2 separate regions of the Lactuca sativa genome follow, and region 2 is linked to region 1. A link is a contact called in public Hi-C data. All regions are on one chromosome and are shown on one strand. Each heading gives the region's core, a stretch centred on a gene start, on an enhancer-like site or on the middle of the called end of the contact. The rest is flanking DNA. Distances are from core to core; before and after follow the strand shown.

Region 1 (3,300 bases), core at 622-3,121:
TTAGATTATCTATGATATTTATTCATTATTTCTAGAGGTTGTCTTTCTCTAGCTTTAATCTACACCACCATTTAGTTAAAAGGGCTATGTTTTGTACCTTTAGACCTCCAACTTCGAGTCCGCTTTTCTTTTTTGAAGCTACAGTCCTTTGTACCATTCTTTAGATTTTCCATATTATTGTGAAGAAGTTAGGAGGACTCATCATGGGAATCTTATTACATAGATCAACATTTCCATATCCATCCATTAATTGATGTTAGTAATACGAACATAAACCACCTAACACCTCACATATTGGATAAACACAAGCTCAAATAAAATAAAAGGGGGATTTTATTTAAAGAACCTCTCTTTAACATTTATTAATTCAATCTGTAGTGCTCATAACTACCCCTGGAGTTAGTTTCACAATCCCTTTAATCAGTTTCTCTCTATAACTATGCCAGGATAAAGCCATTCGAAATTTTTATAACAAGTAAGAGACTTAATAAAAATATTGTAAACATTTCCATATCGAATACTTAGTTCGAAACGAAAACTTTGATATAGATGATACCATTTGTATGATTCTTTCCCTTCCCTAGTGGTACCTCAACATTGAATAGATTTTTATTTGGTACATGATAGATGACGGTGTTTATATTTAGCTAATATCAATGAAGTTAATGGTATATCTCACCTTGTTCATCCCTGCAATTTATATCCTCCACACCCTCACAAGTTAATATAAAGTCATCTGGTATATCCTCTACACCATTATAATGGCGTGTGCCACCGCATCACCGCATCCCGTCAATAAACCCATGGGGTACCTATCACTAACATGCTACTCCACATATTTTTTCTATAATTTAATTCAAAAATACAATAATAACATAGATTTTTTTTAAAACTAGTTTTTCATTCAACAAAAAAAGACATTACATTAATTTAACAAAAACGACAATTTAAAATAAAAATAAAGAACACATTAAAAAAATATAAACAAATACAACTACCCGTAATCCTATTTTTTTTAAACAATGTTATTCTATTTTGAGGAATTCTTCAAATTTTGCCAAACATTGAGATGTGGAAAATGTTTTTGTTTTGTGTTTTCATATTGATCCATGACCACATTAACTGGATCGATATCGTTTTTGTGTAGATTGTTTATAATAAAGTTGTAAATTCCATTGAATTCGCAACATTTTACCTTCATATCGCATCATTTCGAACATACTTCATCAACATTTTGATTTACACAACCCATTAAATCATAGGAAACGCTTCGAACTTTTCCCCAAAAGAACTAGACATTTGAGCATCTTCTTCTTCCGAAACCTAAATCATGTTTCTGTTAACTTCTCTTCTTCCTCTTCTAACAAATTCATTATTTTGGGGGTCCTCAGTTTTTGAATTTAAGAACAATACAAATGTGTTAATGTGAATAAAGAGAGAATAATTGTATGAAAAATTAGACGGTTTTTAGTAATATTTATATCGGTAAAAATTAAATGAAAAAATGAAAAATCAAAATTAGCTATTACAATGGTCAACCATCATGTCAAAGCAAAGAGTTTTCACTAGTCGTGATCTGTCGTTGTCTGCACCATATTGGACAACGATCACGAGCCAAAACGAAAGACCTGGGTGGTGTTCGTAGCCGTGGTCCGTTGCCGCATAGACCGCTGCAAGGCAGATTTAAGAAGGGAGTAAAGGGGTCCATGCCCGCAATGGTTTAAATTTTTTTTATATAGATATATGTATTTTTCCCATTTTTTTACATAGGTATATATATTTCCCCCCTTTGAAATTGTTTCTTTGACATAGAGTGCGATTTTGAAATTCTAGATCCGCCCTTGGAACACGGAAACCTCTGTGATACCGAATGGTCTGATCACAATTTCCTGAATTTCATTATAATAATATATGGCTACCTTCGGAGAAAGTTCGTGACTTTACAGTCAATATTGGAGATCGATAAACAAATGCCCGACACATACAAAAACAACTCCACTACACCCAGTTCTTCTTCCTTTCTTCATAACAAGAAACAATGGATGCAGACAACACCTGCAAAAACCTGCCCAATCTCTATTCATCATTTGTCGACACTTTCGTCGACTTTTCGGTCAGCGAGATCTTCCTTCCCGACCCACCATCTCCTCCCGTTTTTCAAACCTCCTACCCTTCCCCTAATCGTCTAATAGCCATAGGTGATCTTCATGGCGACCTTCGCAAATCCAAACAAGCCCTCCGTCTTGCTGGTCTCATCGACTCCCAAGACCAGTGGTCCGGTGGCTCCTCCACTCTTGTACAAGTCGGAGATGTCCTCGATCGTGGTGGACAAGAACTCAAAATCCTTTACTTCCTCGAGAAACTAAAACGACAGGCTGCGAAGGTCGGCGGTAATGTCATCACTATGAACGGCAATCACGAAATCATGAATGTTTATGGTGATTTTTGGTGTACTGATCCATCTGGGCTTGATGAATTTCAAAATTGGGCTGATTGGTTTACTATAGGCAACAACATGAAGCGATTATGCGATGGACTAGAGAAACCTAAAGATATATACGATGGGATACCTACAAGTTTCCCTGGCGTTAAACAAGAATACGTAAACGGGTTTAGAGCAAGGATTGCTGCATTGAGACCTCAGGGTCCTATAGCAAGTAGGTTTTTGTCTAAAAACATGACTGTGCTTGTTGTTGGGGAGTCCGTGTTTGTTCATGGAGGGATCTTACCTCACCATGTTGCTTATGGATTGGAACGGATTAACGAAGAGGTGAGGGATTGGATTACTGGATTGAAAGAGACTGTATCTTCGGATTTAGTCATGTCCCGAAGCTCAGTTGTTTGGCTAAGAAAATTTTCTAACGAAGTGGCTGAAGATTGCGATTGTAGTATGCTGGAACATGTTCTTGCGACTATTCCGGGTGCAAGGAGGATGATCATGGGTCATACTATTCAGAAGGGTGGTATAAACGCATCTTGCAATAACAAAGCGATAAGGATTGATGTTGGTATGTCTAAGGGGTGTATTGACGGGTTGCCTGAGGTTCTGGAGATCAGTGAGGATTCTGGTCTACGAATCTTGACATCAAATCCGGCGTATGATCAGAATAGGCACGATTTGATGATGCGTAAGCAGCATGAAACACGACCAATTCAGGTTGAGGCTTAATCCTAATATTCTCTTTTATTACAATTGAATTTAGCACTCAAGATGTACACATTACTGAGTCTTGTTAATCAATTAGAAAATTATTGAGATTGTAAGCATAGTTAAGAAAGTTCTGATTTTTATTTGATTTA
Region 2 (3,007 bases), core at 188-2,687, 320 kb after region 1:
AATAAAAAAACTTATCGTGGAATCACGAAACAATCAAAAAAGTGAAAATTTTCACTCTTAAATATTAACAAACATTCAATAGCTTTGATGATCATGAAATAAGTATTAACAAACAATAATTAAAAAAATAGCAATGATCGAATGCAATTTAACCTATGGTCTACATTGAACTAAATTACTATCATATCAATACGGTGACTTTAATGCTCATAAAATTGAAAATATAACTTCCACATATTTTTAGTGCTCACAAAGTTAACAAAGTAAAATAACTTATCGGCGGTTGCAACAACCAATAGACAAAATTAGATCGACAACTGTGAAGGGTTGAAACGTCATGTACTGTGAAACGGCCTTGATGAATTATTATTCAGGTCTCTTATTATTATTATTATTATTTTGTTTAACTTGTATTGGACTATGAATAATATTAGATTATATATTAAAAACATTGAGATATTGAAACATAGCATCTGTGCTTTAAAAATCTAATTTATACATCTTTTTGTCAAAAATATTAATTTGTTCATTTAAATTTTTTTAGATAGGTCACGAACTTTAATGTTATATAACTTATTATAAATAAAATACAAAAAAGGTGGGTCAAGTGACCCACCATGGTATCAGATAGTTTCATTACCTTTTATATATATATATATATATATATATATATATATATATATATATATATATATATATATATATATATATATATAAAAGTGTCGTTAGAAAAACCTATGAACTCGTGATCACGTGACCACATGACCTTTAGGTTGATCAGAAGTACATTCCTATAAGGATTTTTTTTATTAAATTTACACCTAATAACTACCTATGGTGACTATTCACGAATATTGTCGTCGCTACAAGTAGGGTATGCGGACGACATGTCGTCGCAGTAGCTTCTACAAACTTTGACCAAATTTGTTTGACCTGAATAATTATGCCAATGATATGTCGTCGCCACTGATTTGCTGGTAACGATGAATTTTTTTGTGGTCTTCAAAAAACCTATGCCAACAACAAATCGTCGATATTAATTACCACAAATGTAATTTCCATATATTTTTATTCTATGGTGTAGAAAATAAAAACAATCTAGATTTTGGACAGCTATTACCACGACTTGTCATCGACTTCCCACATGACAACCCGTGTGAAATATCAATCCCGACGACTTGTTATAGGTACAAGTTTTATATATATATATATATATATATATATATATATATATATATATATATATATATATATATATATATATATATATATATTAAGATTGTGAAAAATTTTAACACTAAAATGGAGGTAATTTGTCTCTTTTGGTCCCTGTAGTTTCATTTGTTATTGGCCTCTTTCTTTTAGGGGTATATTTTGCTATTTTTTATAATCTTGATGGAGACGTGTTGTTTCTGCTTAGGTTCACCGCTTCTCGACCCAATCAGATTATGATTAGTGCCTCTTCACGTGTTCTTATCTGGGGTTAATTTGTACACCGATCAACCGCCTCAGATGCTTCTCCATTCCTATCCCCTCTTCTCATGTTTCTCATTCGACTTTCGCTTTCTTCGATCACAATTGTAGTACACGATGCCAAGGAGCTTCTTCTCCACTTTCTGGCTTACCTGTTACGATCGAGACACCTCCATCAAGTTTTACCATTAATTGAAAAAGATTCAATCATTTCCAATCATTCAGCAACCGACGACGACTTCATAATTTTCAGATTTTTGGCTTCAATTTTGAAGGTATGTGAAGTTCTACAGCCACGATTTTCATCTTTTTGAGATCGATTTTTGTCTGCAACTCCTCCACCATGTCGCCACCGTCGACGATGCAACATCGGAAGCTTCTCTCAACAAAAACATTGCTACCAAAAAAACCTAAAAGTCAGGAACGAGGATGTCTGCCACCAATCGAGCCATCTTCAGAACAACCGGTAACCACAATATCCATTAAATCCTAAATCGCTTCTCTTCCTACTTTGCTTCACTAAGGCCACTCTTCCATTTAAATATTAGTGGTTTATATAGGAGTTTAAAAAGTCAAACAATGAAGAAGCTGCAGTTCTATCTGCATCTCGACCTGCCTCTACAGTTGTTCATGCAGCTAATGCTACTGAAGTTTCCAGGTTTGTAATTTCTCATATCTAATTTTTTCAACTTTGCTGACTTATTTTGGGGGTGTCTGAAGTAATCTGTTAAAGCTTTTTGAGCCACGACCTCCTCTGGAGTATAGACCACCTCCTGAGAAGAGAAAATGTCCACGATACACAGGTATGTCATACATGTTATACTATTTAAATTCTAATTCATACATTGTAGGTTGAAAAATCTAATTGATTTGCTTCTATTTTCATTTGAAAAGGCATGGCCCAATTTGTTAGCCACTTTGCTGAACCCACTGATCCTGAATATGCTCCACCAGTAGTAAAGGGTGAAACACCTGTAAGATTCTTCATTTAGCAAACTGTACACATGTAAATCATCCATTGTATGTTACTTATCTTTTGTTTCATCCTTGATGTATGTGTGTGAATCAGGGCCAAAGGAGGGTTAGGATTCACTGGTTACGTACAAATTTTGAGTTTATAACCTTAACACTGTCATTGTGGTTGACATTTGTTCATTTCAATGACAGGTGATGTTTCTTATGGTTAATTGCAGGGAATGTTTGCTAACGTGGTTAAATAATAGATATTTTGCTGTATAATTTATTGTGAGTATTGTCGGTATAATTTATTCACATTTGAATGAAAAATGAGTATTTGATTTGTTGTGTGAAAAGATGTTATATATATGTGTGTATATATATATATATATATATATATATATATATATATATATATATATATATATATATATATATATATATTAGTTATGAAATGGTTAAATAAAAGATATTTTATTGTATTTTTATTGTATATAAAACAGGGATCTTTCATACAATTTCTGTAATGGATCCATTCCTGAAAGCCTTGGAGGTTTAACATCAGTTCGAATATTGT

What was found. Hi-C and Micro-C count contacts between places; a contact is called where the count stands out from the background.
Region 2: a contact with region 1 is called in a Hi-C map of leaf, with 5 times the contacts expected there. The contact joins the promoter of LOC111886302 here to the promoter of LOC111886321 in region 1. A contact is called at or near these places in 2 of 4 Hi-C or Micro-C datasets (both in leaf).

What each region holds. Positions count from the first base shown.
Region 1 is chr2:103,696,543-103,699,842 of Lsat_Salinas_v11, forward strand. It overlaps LOC111886321 (shewanella-like protein phosphatase 2), which reads left to right and starts at 1,872. Exons shown (of 2, transcript XM_042899140.2): 1 at 1,872-3,157. The coding sequence starts at 2,039.
Region 2 is chr2:104,018,984-104,021,990 of Lsat_Salinas_v11, forward strand. LOC111886302 reads left to right here and starts at 1,438. Exons shown (of 10, transcript XM_023882540.2): 1 at 1,438-1,939; 2 at 2,034-2,131; 3 at 2,194-2,276; 4 at 2,368-2,447; 5 at 2,543-2,640; 6 at 2,934-3,005. The coding sequence starts at 1,817.